Regions from separate parts of the Sus scrofa genome. Here regions 1, 2, 4, 5, 6 and 7 are each linked to region 3. Evidence: chromatin contacts called from public HiChIP or PLAC-seq data. All regions are on one chromosome and are shown on one strand. Each heading gives the region's core, a stretch centred on a gene start, on an enhancer-like site or on the middle of the called end of the contact. The rest is flanking DNA. Distances are from core to core; before and after follow the strand shown. Region 1 has its middle 190 kb from the start of FGGY. Region 2 has its middle 70 kb from the start of JUN. Region 3 overlaps FGGY (FGGY carbohydrate kinase domain-containing protein). Region 4 has its middle 100 kb from the start of JUN. Region 5 has its middle 46 kb from the start of JUN. Region 6 has its middle 150 kb from the start of JUN. Region 7 has its middle 27 kb from the start of JUN.

What was found. HiChIP or PLAC-seq counts read pairs in DNA pulled down with a chosen protein or histone mark.
Region 1: an H3K27ac HiChIP or PLAC-seq map of alveolar macrophages shows a contact between it and region 3. The contact joins two enhancer-like sites. A contact is called at or near these places in 2 of 47 Hi-C or Micro-C datasets (embryonic fibroblasts and fetal heart ventricle) and 1 of 2 datasets of contacts at active chromatin or transcription factors (alveolar macrophages).
Region 2: a contact with region 3 is called in an H3K27ac HiChIP or PLAC-seq map of alveolar macrophages. The contact joins two enhancer-like sites. A contact is called at or near these places in 1 of 47 Hi-C or Micro-C datasets (embryonic fibroblasts) and 1 of 2 datasets of contacts at active chromatin or transcription factors (alveolar macrophages).
Region 4: a contact with region 3 is called in an H3K27ac HiChIP or PLAC-seq map of skeletal muscle. The contact joins two enhancer-like sites. A contact is called at or near these places in 1 of 47 Hi-C or Micro-C datasets (embryonic fibroblasts) and 2 of 2 datasets of contacts at active chromatin or transcription factors (alveolar macrophages and skeletal muscle).
Region 5: a contact with region 3 is called in an H3K27ac HiChIP or PLAC-seq map of alveolar macrophages. The contact joins two enhancer-like sites. A contact is called at or near these places in 1 of 47 Hi-C or Micro-C datasets (embryonic fibroblasts) and 1 of 2 datasets of contacts at active chromatin or transcription factors (alveolar macrophages).
Region 6: a contact with region 3 is called in an H3K27ac HiChIP or PLAC-seq map of alveolar macrophages. The contact joins two enhancer-like sites. A contact is called at or near these places in 2 of 2 datasets of contacts at active chromatin or transcription factors (alveolar macrophages and skeletal muscle).
Region 7: an H3K27ac HiChIP or PLAC-seq map of alveolar macrophages shows a contact between it and region 3. The contact joins two enhancer-like sites. A contact is called at or near these places in 8 of 47 Hi-C or Micro-C datasets (adipose tissue, embryonic fibroblasts, fetal liver and 5 more) and 1 of 2 datasets of contacts at active chromatin or transcription factors (alveolar macrophages).

The regions. Positions count from the first base shown.
Region 1 is chr6:153,405,369-153,408,627 of Sscrofa11.1, forward strand. No RefSeq gene overlaps it. Among named protein-coding and RNA genes, the nearest start is that of FGGY, 190 kb to the left of the region's middle. Within about 2 kb of position 1,398, at least 3 of the 83 cell types and tissues checked have an H3K27ac peak or open chromatin away from gene starts, as enhancers often do. A contact at or near this core is called in alveolar macrophages, where this site is marked.
Region 2 is chr6:153,614,544-153,618,170 of Sscrofa11.1, forward strand. No RefSeq gene overlaps it. Among named protein-coding and RNA genes, the nearest start is that of JUN, 70 kb to the right of the region's middle. Within about 2 kb of position 1,953, at least 15 of the 83 cell types and tissues checked have an H3K27ac peak or open chromatin away from gene starts, as enhancers often do. A contact at or near this core is called in alveolar macrophages, where this site is marked.
Region 3 is chr6:152,830,243-152,833,706 of Sscrofa11.1, forward strand. All of the region lies in intron 14 of FGGY (FGGY carbohydrate kinase domain-containing protein), which reads right to left. Among named protein-coding and RNA genes, the nearest start is that of HOOK1, 120 kb to the left of the region's middle. Within about 2 kb of position 2,124, at least 15 of the 83 cell types and tissues checked have an H3K27ac peak or open chromatin away from gene starts, as enhancers often do. A contact at or near this core is called in alveolar macrophages, retroperitoneal adipose tissue and skeletal muscle, where this site is marked.
Region 4 is chr6:153,580,976-153,584,290 of Sscrofa11.1, forward strand. No RefSeq gene overlaps it. Among named protein-coding and RNA genes, the nearest start is that of JUN, 100 kb to the right of the region's middle. Within about 2 kb of position 1,991, at least 16 of the 83 cell types and tissues checked have an H3K27ac peak or open chromatin away from gene starts, as enhancers often do. A contact at or near this core is called in alveolar macrophages and skeletal muscle, where this site is marked.
Region 5 is chr6:153,638,184-153,641,916 of Sscrofa11.1, forward strand. No RefSeq gene overlaps it. Among named protein-coding and RNA genes, the nearest start is that of JUN, 46 kb to the right of the region's middle. Within about 2 kb of position 2,303, at least 2 of the 83 cell types and tissues checked have an H3K27ac peak or open chromatin away from gene starts, as enhancers often do. A contact at or near this core is called in alveolar macrophages, where this site is marked.
Region 6 is chr6:153,530,356-153,533,804 of Sscrofa11.1, forward strand. No RefSeq gene overlaps it. Among named protein-coding and RNA genes, the nearest start is that of JUN, 150 kb to the right of the region's middle. Within about 2 kb of position 1,471, at least 1 of the 83 cell types and tissues checked has an H3K27ac peak or open chromatin away from gene starts, as enhancers often do. A contact at or near this core is called in alveolar macrophages, where this site is marked.
Region 7 is chr6:153,711,980-153,715,581 of Sscrofa11.1, forward strand. No RefSeq gene overlaps it. Among named protein-coding and RNA genes, the nearest start is that of JUN, 27 kb to the left of the region's middle. Within about 2 kb of position 1,997, at least 35 of the 83 cell types and tissues checked have an H3K27ac peak or open chromatin away from gene starts, as enhancers often do. A contact at or near this core is called in alveolar macrophages and retroperitoneal adipose tissue, where this site is marked.

The sequences.
Region 1 (3,259 bases), core at 148-2,647, 570 kb after region 3:
GCAACTTTGAATAAAGAATAATCCGTCAAAAACGCTTTTAAAAAAATGAATAGACTTTATCTTCTAGAGCAGTTTTAGGTTTACAGAAAAAACTAAGTTCCCAAATACCTCTTCCCCCGCCTACAGAGTTTCCCCTATTATTAATGTTCAGTTAATTAGACAAAGAGGTCCTTAGATGGAGGTGGTTCTAAGGCTGTGGCAGCCTACTTAAGCAAAGCCAAACCTAACCTATAAATGAAGGCTAAGAACTTGAAACCAGAAGACAACCAATCACAACTGGCCAGCTGGGCTCCCCCAAATAAGGCAATCACTAAAGCCATAGCGAGTCAAATAATTCCCTTGCTTTGCTTCTGTGCCTTCTCTGTGAAAGTCCCGCCCGCTTCCATCCCCCAGCTCCTGTTGCTGGAGCCTTTCTGACCATTTCCAATTTGGCACCACACTGTTAGAAGAGGTGTTTCTCTCCAATAAACTTAAGATTTGTAACGTGATGTAGTTTGTCTTTTAACATTAACATCTTGCATTAATATGGTACTCTCGTTACAACTGATGAACCAATATTACATTATTCCTTACTCAAGCCCATAGTTTATATCAGGGTTCACTCAGGTTGCACATACTATGTCTTTTGACAAATGCATAATATCATTGCAATACCTTACAGAAGAGTTTCACTGCCCTAAAAATCCCCTATGCTCCACCCATTCATCTCTCTCTCCTTTCCTCTGGACCTGGGCAAACACTGATCTTTTTATCATCAAATATCCTTTTGATTTGCCAGAAAATTAATACAAATTCTTCTATTAATACAAATTCTTCCATCAAGACAAGAGTGTTTTTCAATAATGAAACTGATACAGAGGTTAAATGACTTGTTCCAGGTCACCGAACTAGTAAGGGCAGGAGCTGGGTTTTCAACCCAGGTCTAACTCCAAATCTCTCTTCTCTTCACTAGGCCAATATGGCCAGGCCCTTTCTTAGAAGAGAAGACATTTGAATGTCTGTACTGTAGGAGAGATCCAGAGGTTTGGGGAATAGTGTTGCATGTAGTGGGGTAGGAGGTGGGCAGGTGGGGATATAGGAACTATCTGGCCTAAGGAGGTTCCCAAGAATTCCTAGCAGGTACTGTAGTGTGAGCTGTGGCTGAATTTGCAGACTGGATCTCCCCATACCAGCTGCTTCTGCATCTCACTCAAGCCAATTATGATTTACAAATGGGAGTGTAGAAATGCTAATAACCCTAACTGGGCTCCCTAATTACCGCTTAATCAACTGCTAATGGGTGTTAGCTGCCAGCCAGGGTAGCTGATAGGGCTGATAGGGCTCCAGCTGGCCAAGGTTAAAGGGAAGCTCTTGTTAGTGTCACTGGCCTCGAAAATAGAAGGAAGCCATGGGGTGGGTGGAAAGTGTCTTCTTTTTCCTTTCTTCTGCATTTTTGTCTGGATATTTTGTCGCAGTCATGAGGCACTGGGCAGCAAAGGTCTTCAGAGGAGGTAAAGAACCAGAAAAGGCCAAGAGTGAGAAATTAGCGAGCAGAGGAGGCTGGACAGTCGACAGGTGATTATTGAATGCAGACAAGTGTGAGGTATTGTGCTGAGTGCTGTCATCTTAATGTTGTGACAGTCAAGGGTTTTGAGGGAGCAAAAGGGGGCGAGGAAAAGTGAATGTGTAGGGAAGTGACCCTGAGGAACACGAATGGGAGAAGTCATGAATCAGAGGCATCTGAGGTTTGGCAAGAAAAAAAGAGAACACTAACTTTTATAGAGCGTGTCTAAAAATATTTGTTAAATGAATGATATCAAATTAAACAGTCTCTACATAAGACATTTTAACCTATGACATGCCCAACATATGGCATCCCCCACAATGACCATCTTCAGTAGAGGTTTACCATCCCTATTTCACAGATACAGAAGTTAGGATTCACAGGGGTGAAGGGTCATCCTCATGGTCACGTTGATAACACGTAGCTCTGCTCTTTTCCTGATTGCAAGGCTTAGCATTTTTAAACAGCTTTATTGAGATATTATTGTCATATGGAGTGTATATATTTAAGATGTGCAACTTGATATTTTGATATATTTATAATGTTGTGGGGGTGATCACCATAAAACAGTTCATTTTATCATTTCTACATAGTTACCATGTGTGTGTGTTAAAAGCATTTAAGATTTATCCTCTGAGCAAAATGTGAGTCTACTGTAGAGTACAACAGTGCTGTCATTACCCCACGCACATTAGATCTCCAGAACTTACTCATCTTAGATAACTGAAACTCTGTGCCCTTTGACCAACATCACCCTGTTTCCTCCTCCCCCCGCAACTCCTGGCAACCACTGACCTACTCTCTGTTTTTATGAGTATGACAATTTTTTTATTCTACATTTAAGATTATGTAGTGTGGAGTTTCCATTGTGGCCCCGTGGTAACGAAACCAACTAATAACCATAAGGATGTGGTTTCGATCCCTGGCCTTGCTCAGTGGGTCAAGGATCCAGCATTGCCATGAGCTGTGGTGTAGGCTGGTGGCTACGGCTCCGATGCAACTTCTAGCCTGGGAATTTCCATATGTTGTGGCTGCGGCCCTAAAAAGACCAAAAAAAAAAAAAAAAAATCATGCAGTGTTTCTTTCTTTGTCTTGCTTTTTTCACGTTAGCATAATGTCCTTTAGTTCTTTATCCATGATGTTGAAAATCACAAGGTTTTCTTCCTTCTTTTAAGGCTGAATGATATTCCATTGTGTATTTATATATGTACAGTTGGTTTTCTTTATCCATTCATCTGTTGAAGGACGTTTAGATTGATCCCTATCTTGGCTGTCGTAATTACTACTGCAGTGAACGTGGGAGTGCAGTTATCTCTTTGTGGTCCTGATTTTGATTCCTTTGGTGATATATCTAGAAGTGTGATTGCTAGATCGTATGGTAGTTCTATTTTTAATTTTTTGAGAATTCTCCATGTTTTCCTTAATGATTGCACCAATTACCATTCCCATTAAAAGTGCACAAGAGTTCCTATGTCTTCACATCCTTCCCAATGCTTGTTATCTTTTGTCTCTTTTATAGTAGCTATTCTAACAAGTGTGAGGTGATATTCCATTGAGGTTTTCATTTGCATTTCCCTGATGATTAGACATGTTGAGCACCTTTTCATATACCTGTTGGCTGTTTGACCTTCTTCTAAGAAGTATATTTAGTCCTTTGCCCCCTTTCTTTTTTTTTCCTTTCCTTTTCTTTTTGTTTTTTAGGGCTGTACCCCTGGC
Region 2 (3,627 bases), core at 703-3,202, 780 kb after region 3:
CATTCACTGTTTATGTGAATACAAAATGGTACAATCACTTTGGAAGAGAGCTCAGCAGTTTCTTACAAAACTAAACATACTTTTCACTGTGTGATCCATCAGTCACACTCTTTGGCATTTACCTAAAGGAGTTGAAAACTTATGTTCACACAAAATCCTCCAAATGGCTGGACTCACACAGCAGCTCTATTCATGAGTGCAAAGACATGGAAGTGACCAAGATGCTTCCAGTCAATCAATGGATAAGTAAATTGTGGTACATCCAGACAATGGAATATTACACAGTGCTAAAAACAGATGAGCCATCAAGCCATGAAAAGACATGGAGGAAACTTAAATGCATATCTCTAAGAAAAAGAGAGCAATCTGAAAAGGCCACATACTCTATGATTCCACCTATATGACATTCCAGAAAAGACAAAACTATGGAAGCTAGCCAAAGATTACTAGTAGCGAGAGTGGGCAAGTGTGGGGAGGGAGAGGAGATGAGTAAGGAGAGCAGAGAGGATTTTTAGGGCCGTGAAAATACTCTGTATGATATTATAATAATAGATGTATGTCATTATACACCTGCCTAAACCCATAGCATGTACATCACCAAGAGTGAACCCTAAGGCAAACTATGGACTTAGGGCGATAATGATGAGTCCACATCAGTTCATCCTTGGTAAAAAATGCACCATTCTGGTGAGTGCTGTTGATCATGCAAGAGGCTGTGCATGTGTGTGGCAGGGGAGGTGGCAGGGGTATGTGGGAAATTTATGTACCTTCCTTTCAATTTTGTTATAAAAAAAAAAAAAATGAAGACTTAAGGAGATCCCATTGTGGCGCAGTGGAAATGAATCCAACAAGGAACCATGAGGTTTCAGGTTCGATCCCTGGCCTCGCTCAGTGGGTTAAGGATCCAGTGTTTCCATGAGTTGTGGTATAGGTCAAAGATGCGGCTCAGATCCTGTGTTGCTGTGGCTGTGGTGTAGGCTGGCAGCTACAGCTGGGATTCAACCCCTATTCTGGGAACCTCCATATGCTGCAGGTGCAGCCCTGAAAAGAAAAAAAAAATGAAGACTTAAAAACTTCCTAACTCCAATACTGACTAACTCTCTTAGCCTTCATTCCTTATGTGGACATTTGGAAAAAAACTGCTACATGCTGTGATTGTAAGGATTAACCAAGATAATACTCACGAGGTACCCAGGATACAATGGGTGCTTTATAAAATACACACACACACACACACACACATATATAAAGTGATTTCCATGGCACACTTGACTTTGGCCATTACCTATGGCTTATATATATAATAATATATATATTTCTGGTTAGTACTCAGAGCAATAATGAAAAAACACATGGAAAAATAGCCTCAGCCAAGTATTTTTTTTCCTTACAATTTACTGCTCCAAACACACATACATACAAGTGTATTAGTTAACTGATATTGTTAGTTAACTTACTATTTGTTAAATGAATTTGTCAGTGTCAGAAGCTTCTGCTTAGCCTGTTCCTCTTTCTCTTACTTGGCTAACTCAAAACCTTCACGCTGGAGTCTGTGCAGGTGAAAGGATGTGACAAAAGGAAGAAAAAAAGAAAAAGACACATTTGAAAGCTACCATGTGCCAAGGCCTTTCAGACCTCCTGTCTCATTTACTTTTCCCAAGAACGCACCTAACACAGGCAGGATTCCTATTTTCACTGATGCACTCGGTTCAGAGATATTAGGTACCTTGCTCAGAGTCATGCAATTAGTAAAGATGAAATCAGGATTTGAGCCCAAGTCTTCTGGTCCCCAGGTCATAATCAGCACTCCCAGTGCCTCACTGTGGAGTCTAAATCACATCTCACAGCCAGATAGAAAGGATACTTAGGTGTTTTCCTCTTAAAGCTGAAATTTCTTTGACTAGAAGCTGCAAACCATTCCAAGACACATGACAGTTACTCACTCAAGAGTGAGCCACAGGTCTTTCCTGGCTGGCTGTGCCAACTCTCTTTTAATTGTTTCTGGGGGAGGGAAAAACTCCACATTAATGGAATTCCAAAAAAGAACGTTATGGTGACAAAGCAGGGAGAAAGCTCAGACAATAGGAGGAAATGTTGAAAGATTCCCTTTCATCTCCTAACAGCAGTTTGGGGCCACACACGTCCACTCCTGGGAACAGACCACGAGGGCAAAGCGCCCCCACCCTCCATGAGGAGCAGCCCACACTTGGGGAGTGCGTGGTTACTCTTCCTTCCGTTTTTTAAAAATATTTTTCTAACCAGGTCTCCGGAATTGACTGCAAACACTGCAAGAATGATTTCATTCTTTCCAAAACAGTATTTCACTCTCCAGCCTCTATCTAACTCCCCTGTTGAGAATTTGAGTATCTAGATAAATGGACCCAGGCCTATGAAATCTTGGGAAAAAGAGGTGTGACATAGCAAAACGCACAGGCTCTGTTCTGGTTATGTTTCATCTCCAAAGCAACTCTGCGAAAGCAGGCCCGAGGGGAATCTAGGGCAACACTCTGATTTGCTCTGTGTTGGTCATGGAGTCGGCTGTGCAAAGAAAATGGGATGGTGTGAAGAAAGCGAGTTTGGACTGAAAAGCCCTGCTTTTGCATCCTGTGTCCTGCTTTTATTAGCAAGTGACTCAGCCCTTCTGATTCTCAGTTTCCTCAGCAAGGCAATGGGGACAAGAACCCTCACCCTCTCAGTTACTGTGGGGATCCAAAAAATACCTACCACGTGATTTGGCCTCTCAGGGCTGGTCTCTTTGGGGGTGGGGACAAGGCTGGAGCTGGTTGACAGGTGAGGTAACCGCACCTGAGCCCCGCAGCCACTTCTAACAGGAAAAAGCCACTGGTTACCAGAAGACGCCCCAGGCTGAACCTTTGTGAGCCAAAGGCTGGGATATAACTTAGATGGAAATTTCCTCCAATTCGGTGTTCCCACTACTGTCTCATTTTTATTTATTTTTTTGGTCTAGGAAAAGAGAATTGCCACAAGTATAGTAACACATATGTTGTTGGGAGTGATTGCTGAGAAAATGAGGAGGAAGAGAACCAGTGTGATACAGTTGCTGGGGAGACCAGTCTGGTTAGAGGAGCTGGTTTAAGCCAACAGAAGCCCTTTAACACGTGGCTCATGCACACCCCCCTCCAAGAAAGCTTCCCTGACCACATTCCCTAGGCTGAGTTGAGTGCCCTCCCACCACTTTAATCATAGTGCTTAAGCAGAACACAGTATGTTTCCAATTGGTCTCTTTGTGAGCTAGTGATGGGACTTTCTAATCTCTTGTGAGCCCAACGAGAGTACTTGGCAATCGGGACTTTTGCCCCAAATCTTAAGTGCTATTGAGTGAATTGGTATCTAATTGATTACATGAGCCTGAGCTCGTCTCCCCCAAGAGCAGGACCAAAGGGGTCCTGTCTCTACTGGGACACAGCCAGAGGTAATGGTCAAAGTCAAGTGGGCCCTGGAAATCATTCCATTCGTGCTTCATAGCAGGAAGGACTTTATCAATGGAGGATGATTAGGAAAAGCAGGAGCCAGCATCTTCCCACCCCCTGCCCATTCCAAGGAAAAGAGACTTGGCAGTAGGGTTCCAACTCATGACGCCTGAGTTCAAGTCTGAGCTTTACCCCA
Region 3 (3,464 bases), core at 874-3,373:
CATTTTGAAATACTGTGTGATTGTATTATTATTAGAGTTAATTAATAATTTTGGGTTATTGCCTTTGAAACCGGAGTCCAGTGCTTCTTAAGTTCAAATGAGACCCTCCAAGGCTGCCATGTGGTGGGGAAAGGGAGGGAGTGACACAGCAAAGAGGAGACACGGCTCAGCTTCTATCTGTTTGATACACTGGCCTTACAAATGGTCCACAACTTTACATTCTGTGAAAACCAGAACCTGATTCTTTCAGTGTAAAGATGAGGAAACTGAGGGCCAAAGAGGTTGACCTCTTGTCCTGGGTTATACATCGAGTTGTTCAGTCACTGAACCAACAAGTGAAGCTGGGGTATGTATCCTTGAAAAAAGAGTAACTGAGACTCACAAGGAACAGTCTGGGGTGGGGCCGGTATGAACACGGAAAGCTGTTTGCAGAGACAGGGCTAAGAGCTAAGTGGGGTTAGCTTGGATTTTACCGGCTAAGGGCTTCCAATCCACATTCCTCCAGTGCAGCACCGTTCCTTTCAGTGGCTGGCTTTTTGGGTAACCAGCCTTCTCAGGCAGCTCAGGGGGAATATGCAATCTCTGCCAACTTCACCTCCATGGTAATACAACACCTGCTCATGCCATACCTGCTACCAGTTACGGATAAGGGAGACTGGGATCCTTCCCGGAAGCTCACCCCCAGGTGGGGTAAGCCGACACTGAAACACCCTAGGGCAGCACTGCAGAGAAGCAGTGGTGAGGGGGTGCGTGTAGACGTGGGCCCACTGTGAGGAGTATCCCAAGGCAGCTTTACAGATGGGTTCCAGTATTATTCCAGTGAGCAGTCCACAGGCTCAAAACATGGCAGGAGTGTATCTTACTAGCTAGCTAACCTTGGGAAAGTACTTAACCTCTTTGTGATTTGGCCTCCTTATCTGTAAAGGCCTCCTTATCTGCAAAGCACAAGACAGATCAGGACCTCATGGGATTTTTGTGAGGATTAAGTGAGTTAATCCATAGTCATACACACAATGACTGCTGACACTTCCTGACTACCCTCTGTTATCGTTTCAGGAGCCCCTTGAAGAGAAGGGTCCCAGTCCCCACCACACCACAATATGCCAGATTCACTAAAGCTAGCGGCTTCCTCATCGTCTAAGCACTTGCTCGAATCTCCGCTTTAGGATTGTCTGTAATTTTCTCCTCCATCGATTTCTGTCTGTAGCCGTTAGTCCGCTTCCTAGGGTGAAAACAACTGCTGTCATCCAGTTATCTGAACCAGCCTGGCCTGTCCGGATCCCTCCTCATCAGAGATGCCGACAGCTGAAAGTGACATGGCCAACTTGGTAGGAGTTTCAGTCTGATCAACTCCATCCAACACCCAGGCTCCTCTGGCCAAAGTGTCAGCTGAGGGGGAGGGGGAGGGGAAGGGAGGTCAATTGTGAGGTGGGGTGAAGCAGTTGCTGGCTTCCCATCTCAGCGGCCTTGTCTCAGAAGGTGCCTTGTCAGTCCCCATGTCCCCAAACATGTAACACTCTACACAAAGGCACTCTGGTGAAACAGGATAACTTCCTAGGGGCATTTAAAGTGTTCCCTTTCAATTTCAGGGAGTCTTCAAAACTGTTGGAGATACATAATAAATCTTTGCTGTTACTCCCAGGCTTGAAATAATTTACAGGCTTTTTTTCTTCAGCAGGAAGCAGTGTTATCATTTAAGAAGCACTTAATGTTGTTCATTTTTTAAAAATGAGACTATTAGCTTATTACATAAAAAAAAAAAAAAAAAGATAGATAAGAGTCAGGGGATGTTGGGCAAAGGATGCTCCCAGGACTCCTGATCCAGTTTATAGCAATCTGTTTCTAGCTGACAATCCCTACTCCCCATCAAGTGTGGCCCTTACATACTAAGCTTTCTATTGTTACTCCCCAGTTGGGATCCTTCCTAGGACTTGAGTGGATATCTTTTTTGCCTGTGTTATTCTTCGGCTTTCATTACCAACTATCTGAAAAGTCCACTTCCTGCTGCTTCTCTGCTCTCCCTAAGTTAGCATTTCCATTTCAAGCCCTCCGTCTTATACAAAACCACACTTCTCTTTCTTGCTTGTAGCTGTTACCAGGGAGCAGCTTATGTAATGGTACTCTCTGGTTTCAGGTTGCTTCATTTTTATTCTTCTAGCCTGACTGTCAGCTCCTTGAAGGTGGGGAACCTGCCCTTGTTTTTCCTCTTGTTCTTTTTTTAAACCTGTAAAACATTAGGCCCTCTCTCCTAAAATCCAATCCTTTGATGTCACCAGTAGAAACAGTGTATTTTCTGTACCAGACAGAAAACAGTGTATTTTTCTGTACCAGACAGAAAAACCTGTATTCAAATATTCAGCTTGAATATTAACAGCCAGTCTGACCTTGGGTACGTTCTTTTAATTTTCTGAGTCTGTTTTCTCATTTGTAAAAATGAAAATAACAAACTTCGAACATAAACTTATTATGAGAACTACATGAGAAACTTTAAATGTTGGTTCTGCAAGGAAATTTCTAAGCGACCAGAGCAATATGAGTTACACATGCAGCTTTCTTGTAATTTGCTTTGAAACAGGAAGAAAATTTGGAAACCTTGAGGAAGAGATATGTTTCAAGAAACATAAACTCTGAGACATACAGACTTCAATTCCTCATGCCATTACTTAATAGCTGTGTGACTTTAGGGAAACTGTTTGCCCTTTCTGAGTCTCTAAATCCTCACTTGCATGATGAGAATAATCACATATATAGTATGGTGAATGGTCCAGAGTGCTGGTTCAAGAAAGAGGAGTTTCTATTCCTTTTGACTAGACACTACCTTGAACTGTGCCCAGCTCTGACTTGTAATCCAGTCAGATCTCCTCCGGAAAGTGGTAAGTTACGTATGGCTACAGGCTCCAATGCCTAACTCAGAGCGGGGTTACTCAGATCTGGGCATTCGCTAAAGTTGCTTAGGTCAATTTTCGTCCTTTGCATGCCACTTAGTCAAAGTGGACTGCTCTCCATGGTAACCAGCCACCCTTTCTCCCATTGGCCTAGCTCATTCCAATGGGAGGGGGGAATGGATTCACCATAAGGATTGACTTCTCTTTTAATATTTAAAAGCAACTCTATTACTCAGAATCCAGTCAGGAGATGAGAAGCCACTCTAGGTCGTTCAACAAGAACTGAGTGCAGGAAATTTGTTCATAGAAGACAGAAGAAACTAAAGCCGGGCAGATGATGTTGAAGGAACTGAAGAGATCAGCAAAGGCCAAAAGCTGCTACTCCTCTTAGGGATCAAGAGATGATGGGAGGCATTGGAGGGACCAGAGCCAGGGGCTGGTGATGCCAGGCTGGAGGTGAAACCAAAGAAGGGCTGAGCGGTCAGAATGGGGCAGCTGCTATAGTGAAAGAAACAACCTGACTTCTCCCTGCTTCCCGCATGTCAATCTTCCATCAGTATTTCCCATTGGCCAAACTTA
Region 4 (3,315 bases), core at 741-3,240, 750 kb after region 3:
CAGAGACATCCGAGGTTCTAGACTCATCCCTCCTCTTCCGTCCTCTCCAACACTACAGGGATTTGGTTTCAAGGTTTGGAGCCTGGCGGGGTGACCTTCTCACGCACCCTGAAGCAGAATACCCAGGCTGGGAGGATGTGTGGGGCCAGGGGCCAGGGACTGGGCAATGCTTGATAAACATGCTGCCATTTAGAATCAGAAAGCCTTGAATTCAAGTCCTGCCTCACCTACTCAGGTTTTTGTGGTCCTGGGTGAGTCAGAGAACCTCTCTGAGCCTTGCTTTCCTCATCACTTCTTTCTACCTACCAAGTTATGCACTGAGTGAAGTAATGAAGGCAGGAGATCTGTAAAATACCCTAAGAATGGGAAACTTCCTTCTTTTCTTTTTCTTTTTCTTTTTTTTAAGGATTGCACTTGCAGCATGTGGAAGTTCTCAGGCGAGGGATCAAAAGGAGCTGAAGCTGCCAGCCTACACCACAGCCACAGCAATGACAGATCCGAGCCACGTCTGCAACCTACATCACAGCTCATGGCCATGCCGGATCCTTAACTCACTGAGGGAGGCCAGGGATCGAATCCACATCCTCATGAATCAGGTTCATTACCACTGAGCCACAATGGGAACTCCAAGAACGGGAAACTTCTAATAGTCGGGGGTTGGCTTTCTTTTTCCTCTGCCTCTTCACGAAGACAGTATTTAGATCGAGGTAGGTAGCTGCTTTTGAATCTATACAAACAGATGTTGCACTGTTTGGAAACATTCTCCAGAAGTCTAGAAATGAAAAGACTCTGTACCCCCAGAGACACCCTGAAAGAGTTCTCTGGTGGAAGAGGGAAGGGGAAGGAGAGAAAGAGGAAGCATTCCATATATCCTAAATATTATGACAGTCACTTTCTTTTTTTTTTTTTTTTTTGTCTTTTTTTTGGTTGTTGTTGCTATTTCTTGGGCCGCTCCCGCGGCATATGGAGGTTCCCAGGCTAGGGGTCCAATCGGAGCTGTAGCCACCGGCCTACGCCAGAGCCACAGCAACGCGGGATCGAGCCGAGTCTGCACCCTACACCACAGCTCACGGCAACGCCGGATCGTTAACCCACTGAGCAAGGGCAGGGATCGAACCCGCAACCTCATGGTTCCTAGTCGGATTCGTTAACCACTGCGCCACGACGGGAACTCCTATGACAGTCACTTTCATACAGAGTGAGGGTGAGGATGATGGTGGCTAACTTTATTGACAGATACAGTTCTGAGTGCCTTATACATATTAACCCCATTTTGCAGAGGAGGAAACTGAAGTACTGAAAAGGCAAAATAAATCAAAGGTCACCCTGCACTGAGGTTCAAGTCCCAGCAGTCTGAGTCCTGGGGCCATGTGTGTGACCATCCCACTGCACTGCTCCCATAGCCCGCAGGCTATTGGATCCTCATGGACCCCATGGGCATCCTTCAGATGGGAAACTGGGGCTCTGAAAGCTGGGTAACTCGCAAGAGGTCACACAAAGAAAGATGGGATGTTTCTTTTGCTCTTCAAAATTACTTCCTTCTTTTTTACTGGTAGAAAGACCATCGAGCATGAGTCCAAATGTAGCTTCCTATTATATCTTTGCTTGAGTCCCCTTTTCCGCGGTGGGTCAGGCAGAAGAAATCTACTAGAAAACCTCTAGAAAAAAGCATCTAGCCCGAGCGTGGCATGTAGCAGAGGGGGCTGGTAGGCCTACTCTCCCAACTTCCTCACCTCTTCTCTTCCTCCGGAAAAGAAATGAGGTCCTTCCGCTTACCAGGATGACAACGCCATTCCCTTTTGTGTCCTGGTTCTGCGTGCTTTTGAACAAGTTCCAGTTTGACTATGATAATCTAAAAATGTGGAACCAGACCTTAACCTTGCAGTCCAGCTCCAGGCTGACCAAGGAGGAAGTGCAATGTCACCTTGTTATTTGACACTACCCTCCTAGTGATACAACCAGAGTTTACATTCTTTCTTTTGGCAGCCACCATACGCTGCTGACTCACGACTCTCTCAGGTCCCAAGTTCCTGTCTATTGCCCTCTCTTCTACTTGGCCTGATGTCTCAAGACTTCTCCCATTGGTGTTATGCTGGGATTCACCAGGGATTCTTGCAGCCAGTAGCTCTCAGACTAGGGGCTAATCTACACCCTCAACTATCAGCCTTCGTCTTTGGATCCTCCAGGGGGATACTCTCTGACTCTGCCAGGGGAACAATGGACAGAGGGATATTTCATATACAGTTAGAGCAGTAAGTGATCGGAAAACATCCCTGGCCAGGAGGGAACACTGCTGTGGTCTTGTGTGGGTTCACTTCCCAGAGTTTGGGAGCCATGATTTATTCATGCATACATGCACATTAAAGTAATGGTGGGGGTAATTCCAAGGGGCGTTGTTGGGAAGACGGTGATAGCTGGGTGGGTGCAGAAGGCTGGAGGGGGGGGGGGGGGCTGATCAACTGGAATCAATGCAGGCCAAAAAAAAAAAAAAAAAAAAAAAAAAAAAAAAAAAAAAAAAAAAAAAAAAAAATGGGTAATCAAGCTGAAATATAGGCCGGATTCAAAGCCACTTAGCACCTTTGTGACTTCAGGCCAAGACCCCACTTTTTTTTTTTTTTTTTTTTTTTGTCTTTTTAGGGCCACACCCACGGCATATGGAGGCTCCCAGGATAGGGGTCGAATTGGAGCTGTAGCCGCTGGCCTATGCCACAGCCACAGCAACACCAAACCTGAGCCGAGTCTGCAACCTGCACCACAGCTCACAGTAACGCGGGATCTTTAACCCCCTGAGCAGGGCCAGGGATGGAACTCACATCCTCATGGATACTAGCCAGATTCGTTTCTGCTGAGCCAAGATGAGAACTCCTAAGACCCAACATTTTAAAGCCTCAGTTTCTCTCTGAAACCTGGAGCAATCGGAGTGCTTACTTCATCATGACGTTGAGAGGATGAAAAAAGAAAGCATCAAAATTTCACTGGCATCAGTATTTCACTGGCACAAAGGGAGGGTTCAGCATTTGTGATGATCTCTGCCTGCCCTTGCTCTCCCATTCAAGCATTTATTCAGTAAGTACTCACCAACAGTCTTGAGAGGGTACAGTGAAAGAAACACAGATACAAGTAAAGGCCTAAGTGCAGGATTGGGCTCTGGTGGATAAAGATGCTTCCAGGGACCAGCCAAATGCTTTACGGGAGATTTGCTCTAGTTCTGGCTTTAGACTGCTGGACACTCCAGCCACTTCAACCCACCCCAATATACACATTATCTTTTCTGCACCATGTGTGAGTTTGAAATTTCTCAGATTACTCTCAAAG
Region 5 (3,733 bases), core at 1,053-3,552, 810 kb after region 3:
GCTGGGAGGAGTAATGATTGCTCCTGTCAGCTTTGAAGGTTGGCAGGCTCTGTGACAATAGAGGTGTCCAATGTGATGAGCAGCATTAATAATAGGTACCATGAGCAGCAGGGCTTAGCGCTTTTGAAAGGGGGAAGTGGCCCTGCACCTATTTCCCAGTTGCCGAGGCTCCCTCCATTGCACATTTTGCTCTTAAAGGGGATGCCATGACAGGATGGGCCGGCTTGGGAGTTGGGCCACAGGCCTCCTGGAATGATCACAGGCCAACCCTGGCCAGAGATGGAGACAGAGCACTGTGAATCTAGCATTTAGGATTTCTTGAGATTCCTGATCTGGCCCCAGTTCTCTATATCAAGACACATTGGCCCTCCTTACCTCCTCCAGTGTGCACCGTCCAACCTCAGGACTATGGCACATGCTAGCCTGTCTACCTAGAAGGCCTTCCTCCATCCATGACACTGAGCGTAGCTGATACCAGTGCATCTTGTGGTCTCTGTTATGGGCTGACGGATGCTCCAGACTTCGTTTTTGCAGCACAGATATTTACCCAAATTCTGCCTTCCCTGCTATGTAGTGATTTGTATGAGCACCCGTCAGAGTTGGTTCATGAGCCAGTTCATTTCACTGCATTCTCTATACTAAGTTTGATGAAGTAAGTAGGTGCTTATTCTGTATATTACACTCAACCAAACTGATATGTAGCAAGGAGTGGCAAGATATCCTGCGAGGAATCAGTGCAAAGTTCCTCCCTCATACCTCCGAGCAGGCCTGTGCTCCCAGAACTGTAGTGTACCAGAAGCCTGCAGAAATATCCCCTTTCCATATCTTTTGTTGTTTAAACTCCATTTTTTGTGGATACAAGTGGATGTGGCCACGTCTGTGCTTTCTCCACCCCCTGGCCACAGTGATTTGTCCAAGGCAGTCACATGACCCACCCAGGCCAATCACAGGGCTTCTGTGGGATTTTTTTCTGCCTCACACTGTAAGAATAAACTCTCTTCCCTCTCTGATACAAGCTGAAAGACACGGAAGCCTAAACTGTATTTATATCATTGTAGACTTTTCAGTATGTTTCGTATTTCATGAATTTAAAAAGACTCTACAGAAGTTGGAAAGTAAGCCCAGAGCTTGGGCATTTGCGGTGCCCAGCACATGTAGAACGCTTAGGAAAAGCAGGAGAGGATGAGGCAGACATGCCGTGAGTCAGAGAGGAGATCTGGCAGGACTGGAACTCCAGGATCCGAGGCTGGCCCCACCCTTGCTCTTGATTTATTTGAGCAAATAAAGTCCCTTTTTTGGCATAAGCTAGATTAAATTCAGATTTCTTTTACCTGATTAACCACCAAGAAATATAAACAATATTTCATGTATTAATTTCATGTATTATTTTAGTTCCTTTTGTTCCACAAAATATTTAAAACTAACATCCTTCTTTTGCTTTATATTTTCTGACTTATGATGTATTACTTCACCCAAGGTAACCTCTCAACATAGGTTTTCAAGCAAAGCAAGTATAATTCATCCATCTTGCAAATAATACAATTGAGGCCCAAAGAAGTAAAGGTCATAAATCTAGTCAATGGCAGTGCCTGGACTAAAATCTAGGGTTTCTTGTTTTTCGCTTTGTTTCGCTAATAAATCACAGCTATAAGCACTAAGAGATGGTTTGTCTGTGTGGGTTGATAACAGTCCTCCAGCCTCCTACAGTGCATAATGATGCCCCTTTAAGAAGCACATCTCCTGAGTTCCCTTAGTGGCTCAGCGGTCATCGAACCTGACTAGGATCCATGAGAATGCAGGTTCAATCCCTGGCTTTGCTCAGTGGGTTAAGAACCCAGCATTGCGTGAGCTGTGGTGTAGGTCACAGATGCGGCTTGGATCTGGCATTGCTATGGCTATGGCAGAAGCCAGCAGCTGTAGCTCCGACTGGACCCCTAGCCTGGGAACCTCCGTATACCTTGGGTGTGGCCCTAAAAAAAGCAAAAAAAGAAGAAGAGGCACCTCTCCATAGTACAATAGCAATGGCTAGAAATATCCCTGGGAAGTAATGAAAGTTAAAGACTATCACAAAGTCTTAAGAGTCTGTCCAGGTTGAAATAATATATTTAGTGTCAAAAGTGATAACAAGGTCGTGACTTGTTTCTAAGGAGAAGATGCCCTGAGCTTGGTGGGGAGAAATACTGGGTGCCTTTGTTAAGGAAGCCTCCACTGGGATTGAAAAGCGGCAGGAAGTAAGAAGGAGGAGGCTAGGAAAAGTTCTGCTTTTATTAACTGAGTTATAAAAGGAAGATGGGAAGTTGGAAACCACCGCTTATGACCAGAGAGACACGAGTTCAACTAGTTAACATCTTGGGCAAAGCACCAAACCTCTTTAAGCCTCCGTTTCTTCATTTGTAAACTGGGGATAATAATTCCTTTTTTCAGAACGCATTCCTGTGCATGCACCCAACAGGACTTTCCACTGTGCTAACTTCTTAACCCACTGTGGCACTGCGTGTTAAGAATCCCACTGCAGTGGCTAGCATCCCTGAGGCAGTTCGGGTTCCTTCCAGGCCTGTAACCGTGGATTAGGGATCCGGCATTACTACAGCTATGGCTTGGACTCAGGGGAACTTTCTTGTACCATGGGTGTGGCCATTAAAAAAATACAAAATAGGAGTTCTTGTTAAGGCTCAGTGGAAATGAATCTGACTAGCATCCATAAGGAAGCAGGTTTGACCCCTGGCCTTGCTCAGTGGGTTAAGGATCTGGTGTTGCCATGAGCTGTGGTTGGTGTAGGTCACAAATGCAGCTCAGATCTGGCACTGCTGTGGCTGTGGTGTCGGCCAGCAGCTGTGGCTCCAATTCGACCCTAGCCTGAGGACCTCCATATGCCGCAAGTGCGGCCGTAAAAAGACAAAAATAAATTAAATAAATAAATAAAATAAGCACCCAACAGTACCTGGCACATTGCAACTGCTCAATAAATGTTTTTCTTTTTTTCACAGGAGTCATGCTCACATTGCCTCCTCCATCACTAGAACCCAGGAGGAAACACCTGTGTGGCCCAAGGCGGAGTAGGACAGGGCACACTATGACTCTGCAACTTGACCTCTCACCACATGGCCCCAGGTGCCTTCCCGACCATGATGCCTTTCCCTTCTTCCTCCTCCCCTGCTGTTCCAACCATCCAGACTGTTTGTCCTTCTTTGGCCAAGCTCACCCTTCCTGCTCCGCCTGCACCTCAGTGCATTCCCGAGCAGACTGTTTTCCTGGATGGTCTATTTGCCGGTCAGCCTCACCCTGAAAGAGATTCTCGTGGCGTCCTCTCTGCAACAAGCATTATCTCTTCCAACAGAGCACAGGGAAGGAAGCAGAAGCAGAAAAGGAAGGCGGGGGAGGGTATGCAGGATGGAAAAAAAAAGAATACAGGAAATATAATAGACTTATTTTTTCATGGGCTTTCCCCAAGAACTATATTAATAGCCGTAGGAAAATAGCAGATTCCTTTCAACATCATATTTACCAATCACTATCCCTAAATTTTCTATTTTTGGAAACTTCTACAAATACTCTTCTCTTCCACCTCAACACAGGGGAATCTGTCCTTTCTCAGATCACGTACTCTGCCTACAAATCTAGAATTCAGCCCAAGTGCTCAATGAGATGGTAAGCGCCTTGAGAGTAAAGTCATGCCTTATACCTTTTTTTCATTCCTTCTTATACTCCCTAGCATCAAGCTCCAAAAATACAG
Region 6 (3,449 bases), core at 221-2,720, 700 kb after region 3:
CGGGAGGAAGTTGAGTGAGTCCAGGAGTGGGAGTTGTAGGGTTGCTGGTGTAAGACACACCCGAAGTCTGCACCCCCTCCTCCCAGCTTCGGCTCTCTTTGCAGAGGCTAACGCTTGCCCGAAGCACACGGGGATGTATTTTAACACTGGTCCTGCTCTGAGCTGTGTCACCTCAATCAAACCCCTTCCTTTTTTTTTTTATTGTTATTTCCCCAATACAATTTTTTTTCTACTGTACAGCATGGTGACCCTGTTACATATACATGTATACATTCTTTCTTTTTTCTCCCATTATCATGCTCCATCATAAGTGACTAGACATAGTTCTCAATGCTACACAGCAGGCTCTCATTGCTAATCCATTCCAAAAGCAGTAGTTTGCATCTATTAGTAAAGTTGGTACAACCACTATGGAGAACAGTATGGAGGTACCTTAGAAAACTGTACATAGAATTATCATATGACCCAGCAATCTCACTCTTGGGCATACATCTGGACAAAACTTTCCTTAAAAAAGACACATGCACCTGCATGTTCACTGAAGCACTATTAACAATAGCCAAGACATGGAAGCAACCCAAATGTCCACTGACAGATGATTGAATTAGGAAGATGTGGTATATTTACACAATGGAATACTACTCAGCCATAAAAAAGAATGAAATAATGCCATTTGCAGCAACATGGATGGAACTAGATTCTCATACTGAGTGAAGTAAGTCAAACCCCTTCTTGAATTTCTGTTCTCCCTCTGACATGGGAGGGACCATGCTTGATGACTCCCAGCTCCTATCAGCTCTTATATCTACCTCCCAGCATATGTGAATCTTTACTTTATCCATGAGCCAGCCAGACCCATATGTGTCATGTGGGTTTTTTTTTGTTTGTTTTTTAAGGAAATTCATGGAAGTTCCCAGACTTGGGATCGAATCTGAGCTGTAGCTGACGGCCTATACTACAGTCACAGTAATGCAGGATCTGAGCCACATCCTCGACCTACACCACAGCTCACAGCAACGCCGGATCCTTAAGCCACTGAGCAAGGCCGTGAATTGAACTCACCTCCTCATGGACACTATGTCAGGTTCTTAACCCACTGAGCCACAGCAGAAACTCCTACATGTGTTTCTAGAATCCATTCCTCTTGCTAGTTTCTATCTGACCAGCATCTACCCATCTCCTTCTCTAAGCGCAAGCACAACAGGAGACAAACCCCCAGTGGATTTCAAGCCAGGCTTCTTCCCACGGATCAGTCTGACTTGTCCCAGTTCTGCCACATGACAACGGAGCTACCTGGGTGACAGCAGAGAGGCTTCCTGGGGGATGAACACACCCATCTTCAGTTAATGAAACAACAAGAAAAGCAAACGAGGCTGGGGAGGAAGGAGGTCTCTGAGCACACAGCACTTCTTGGTGGGCCTCCCAAGTCTGAGAGGAAAATAGAAGCGCTGCACTCAAGTGACAGCCTGGAGGAGAGGGGGTCACATGAAAGCACTTGGGTAATCTGGAAGGTTATGAAATGATGGGAGCACACTGGTCTGCTTGCCCAGAAACTGCAAGGAGGAGAAAACAGAATAACACTGCAAAGTATTTCCAGGCCGGGGAGCAGCAGAAGGAAGGAGCAGAGCTTTGCCTGTTGTAGCACAATTGGCCAAAATCTAAGAAAGATTTTGCAAGATAATGGAAACGTCCTCCTGAATACTCAGGTGGCAGTGGGAGGGTGGGAGGGAAAAGGTGAGAAAGAAGGGCTCTTGAGCCACATGGCTCTGCCAAGTGTGTGTCCTGAGATCGAGGACACAGTGTGTAGCTTTCCTGAGCCTTGGTTTCTACAGTGTCATTGTGGATATCACCAAAACATATTAGAGAATTTAAGGATAACTGTACCGTCGCTTACAGACCCTATTATACTGACTTCAGCATCTCTGAAATTAGGGTATGTCTTGTAATCTTTCACATTTTAGAGTCTGTGAAATAGGAGTATGTAAAACTCATCACCCAAAGCGAACGCTCAGTAACCGGGGATGAATATCATGTAGTAAAAGCCAGAAGATATATCCTGTGACAGGCCCTGCAATATAATTAGGGCCACTGACAGAAATGCCAGGATGCCCTGGCTGCTGGAGGGTGGGTACCACTTCTTTTGTTCATTGTACATGATTCACGATCTGATGGGTGAATGGATAAAACCGAAGGGCCCTCAGGTTCATTTCAAATCCAAAATTCCTGTTCCTCCGGTATTATATCTGCTACCCTAACACTGCCAACCACCAAAGAGTTCCCTGCTCTCTGAATCCAAGAGCAGGACATATGATTTCTCATCATCTGCAGAATGAAATCTGAAAAACGTCTGATCAAACTTCAGTCCTCTGTGGAGGCTAGAACCATCCAGAAAAACCCAAATTTCTTAAAACCATATTTCTTCCCACCTTGGAACCTTGGCCTGGGCTCTTCCTTCTGCCTGGAATCCCCTCTTTTTCCCCTTCCCTCTTTCTTTCTTTCTTTCTGCCATGGTGGGGGCATGGGATACAGCAGGACAAATGGATGAGGAGGCTTCCTGCCCACAAATTACTGAGCACTCGGCAGAGAAGAGAGCTGACGAGGAATAAGAGGTAAGGACAGGGCTCGGGGAATGCTGAGATCAGGAAACGGTGAACTTGACCTCACACTGACCACCTGACAAAACCCTACTCCTCTCCGAGGCATAAGTCAGTATCTCCCCTTTGGTGAAGCTGTCCAGGACCCCTCCACTTGGGCAGACTTCCCCAAGCCCAGGGTCGCACCTTTCACTGGATCTGCGAACTCTGATGCCCTCTCTAGATCATGAGCTCCTTGAAGGCAGGGGTGTGTTTTATTCACAGCTTAGTTCCTAGCAGGGTGGCGTGAACAGAATAGGGGCTCAAGAAATGTTTGCTAAATGGAAATCACTGAATGAAGGATTTATCTTGTGATTGGTGGATTTCTCCATAGGGAAAGTCTAGCAGAAGATACGAAGAGCCATATGCATTCCGTTCCCCTCTCTGAACCTCAGTGCCTGTTTCTGTGACAAGAAAGACTTAGTTATCAGTGCTTTTCTTTTTTTAAAAAGCAAAATTCCCATCCGGTCTCTCCCTGTCTCACGCTCAGTTTCTCTCTCTCACTCTCTAGCAGTGAAAGGCTTTCTTCAAGTGAAATCTTACTCAAAGCTCAATGTGTAATGCAAATCAAGTCTGAGCGCCTCTGAAGTGAGACGTGGGCTCTGACCCCTGAAGACTCAACACCTCTACTCTCCCTGTTCCAGGAAGGGAGCAGTTGGACACTCTCTCAAGTCCCCTCACCTCGAAGGCTGAGCCAGCTCGTAATTCCATGGCGCAGCCAGGTTCACCAGAACCAGGTGTTACAACCAGAAGATGATGCTATTGATTGAGTACCTAATATGTGCCAGAGCGGCCAGACCCTTTTAAAAATTATCT
Region 7 (3,602 bases), core at 747-3,246, 880 kb after region 3:
TATTACCACCTGTGTCAGGGCAGAATAGGGCCCATGTTTTTGCCACCAAGTACCACACACAGAGCTGGCCCCTGTGGTGGTTAGGCTGGGAGCAGGCACCCAGCATTATAACTTCAAGGACGAGTGTGGCTTTGCCTCATGTTCAGAACTCAGCACATCTTTCACTCCTACTTGGGGAACCTCTCAGGACCTCTGTTTCTTCATGTAGGAAAAACATCGGTCATGCAAGTTGCAGCAATCAAAATAAAGGAGATTGTGTTTGAGAAAATACCCTCTGAGCTCTAAGTCTGTTGGCCTCAGCCCTATATACCCAGTTCACAGACCTGAGTCCTTGAGACAAGACTCTCTGGCAAAGTTCACCTCAACATCCATCCAGCAGGGCTCAGAAAATGTTCCCAGATTAGGAATCTGATAACTTAAGACCAAGCACCATTTTGTCCAGTGCATGACACCAAGATCAAGATAACTGGAAAACTATGTTAACTTCTAGGATAGCCCCTAAACCGCCACCACCACCCAAACATATACCACGTGGCCCCACTTCCAGTGCCTTCACCACCAACCCAATCAAGACCTGACATCCCAGGACCAATTAATAGCTAGCATCCATAGAGTCCTTTCTGTGTTCTGAGCCTAAAGCTAAGTATTTTTCCTGCTTAGTTTCAATTAATCCTTGCACCAGATCCATGACGTAAGAGGAGATACCCTTATCTCCTTCCTGAAGATGAGGAGATTGAGTCTTACAGACGGTAAGGAACTTACGCTCAGGAAGTGATAGACCAGGGCCTGGAACCCAAGTCTGTCTGACTAGGATCGTGGTTACGGCTTCTCTAGGATGACTTTGCAGATGTGCCCCAAGGACTGGACTGACCAACCCAACATCATAGAGCTACCAGCTACCAAAACTGGGATTCAAATCAACAGCCTCAAGTCCAAAGTCATATGCTCTCAAGACACCATGCTGCCATCCCCAATCTTGTAAGACTAGCTTCCACCTAACTGCTCCTTCCCTGAGCTCAGAGCCTGCTGTTTACTCCAGCCCAGTTGGTGGCCTAGAACAATGCCTGACTTTTCTCATCTCCTTTCCCTGGAGGCTGGGTTCCAGAGTCTGTCCTTGCTGATGGGACACCTCCTGCATGTGGACATATCTTCGCCAAAGAGGACAAATCCCTATCTGGCTCCAGAGAATGGAAATAGGAGTTCCCACTCCAGACACAACTACTTTTGAGAATGAGAAGCCAACTAACCCATTCCTTAGGGTTGTGTTAGGTCTCTCAGACACGCCCTACTCCTGAGCTGACTTGGGTGGGGCCAAGAGTTCCATCCCCCATCCTGCTTTCTCCCAGTTTCCTCCATCTGCTCTTTCAGGCAAGCTAGGGATCCACAGTGCCTCATACTTAAGCCAGACCCATGACTGATATGAGCTGTTATTTTTTAAATTATCTTTTTTCATCTCCAATTATAAAAGCAACATTGTGTCATTTCCCACTGCTGTGACAAACCCGTCCTCCCCACAGCAGAAGCATCAAGGGACCAGGGGTTGCACACGAAGTTTTATAACCGGCAGTGAGTACCAATTAAAAATCCTCTAAGGTGTTCAAAGGATGCCACAACCGGATCAATCTGCAACAGATTCAACAGAGGAAAAGCAGATTAAGAAATAGAATATTTAAACACTGCAAATCATTTCCTTGGAAAGGCTCTATGCATCTTGTCGGAGCCAGTCATCTTCCTCTGCGAAGTGTTCACACTCACTTCCGGTGAGTAATAAGAAGGACGTTCAGGTCTGCACGCAGCCACTGTGCACGTGATGGAGCCCATGGCACAGCAGCTGCAGCTTCCTTTTTCACAAAGCAGAGGTGCCGCCTCTTCGGTCCCAGGGCTGAGGCTTTTCTCCAGGCTGCAAAACAGCCAGAGTTTCTGAGGGGCATCTACAGATGCCATCTGCCAGTTCTTCATCCGGTACATCGCAGTGGCTGTGACTCAGGCTAGTTAGCACCGGAAGCCATTCCCCTGTGTCTCTGTGCAGGCTCTGCTGGCTGAAACAGATGCCAGCACCAAGAAAGGTTTGTGGTGCTGGCAGGCAGGAAATGTGCTTTGGAGAGCCCCAAGGACCCAGCCTTAGCTCTGGCTGCAGCAGTACAGAAGGCAAAAATGCAAACCAAACCAGCACACACTGATTCGGTGTTGACTTAGGCTAGTAAACACACACCACAGATCTGGTGGAGAATGCAAACGCCCCCTGTGCACGCAGAAGGCTGTGTGTTATTTAAGCCAAGCGGGTGTTTCCAAAGAGAAGGAAAAGAATCCATTGCTCCAAGTATCAGATCAAGGAGGATAGTGAGAGATTCAGTGCGTTAGAAATGCCCAACCTACCTCTATTTTAGGTTAATCATAAAACCTTCAAAAGACCCCAGCGAGACAGCTTGGGGGCGGGGGAGGTGAATTCCCCCCGCTTTACACAAACTGAGCCTCAGCAATCACGCCAGTAGTCAGTGGTCCAGTGACAGAATTTATTGAAAGCCACTCGTGTGCAGCAACCAGGCTTGGAGGCAGATATCCTCCTGAGGTGTGGCATGAAAGAAGGAAAGGGAGAGAGGAAGAGTCTGCTCTGTTGCTTTCCGACTGTGTGATCTTGAGCAAATCAGGAGTAACCTTTGGCTGCGCTGCTCTCGGGTGTCCTGAGATGGGCATTGCTGCATGGGGAGGGCGGAGCCGGGCCTCGATCTGACTCCACCAGCAACCAGATCTGGGTCATCTAGGTGGTCACTAGGTCCCTCTGACCTCCAGAGATTTACCTGTAAAACAGTGGACTTATCAACCAGTAAGAACCCCTTTCACCTTTTGACATGACTTTATTTTTATGATCGAGAGGCTGAAATTAGATTATTGTAAAAAATCTAATTTTTGTTGTAAAATCCCCATCAACTCAGATTTTCTTCATAGATAATGGAGATAGATTGAAGACCTTATTATCATGTAAAAGATTGACCCTGTGGCACCTAACACTTTACAACTGGGCAGTGTTGCTGGCTCTCCTTCCTTTTCTGCTGATGTTTCACAAAGTCCTGGATGGTTTTCTCCTCCAGTTGGGTTAATATACAAAATCACTCAGACCAAGACCAATCTGCTTTACTTTGTGAGTCAGAGCCCATCTCTGATCTCTAATGAATTACAGCAGTATAGGCAGGGAAGTCCATGAGAACAAAGAAAGTCTGTGTCTGCTTGTCACCCAACTCCTAGCCCAATGATGGCAAATATTACTGTTGCTTCTACATCTATTACTGCCATTACTGGCTCTGTGCATGGCAAATACTACTGCCACAGTTACTGCTGCTACTACCGCTACTGCTATTACTACTGCCGCTGCTGCTACCACTGCTGCTGCTGGCTCAGTGCATAGCAAATACTACTGCTGCCGCTACTACTGCTACTACTGCTCCTATTGATGTCACTAGCACTACTAATACTGTTGGCCCAAGGCAGGGCAAATACTACTAGTTCTATTGTACTATTACTGCTGCCGGTACTTCTACTACTACTGACCCAGTAGTACATAGCAAATTTACTACTACTACCACTGCTACTGCTATTGCTGCTAC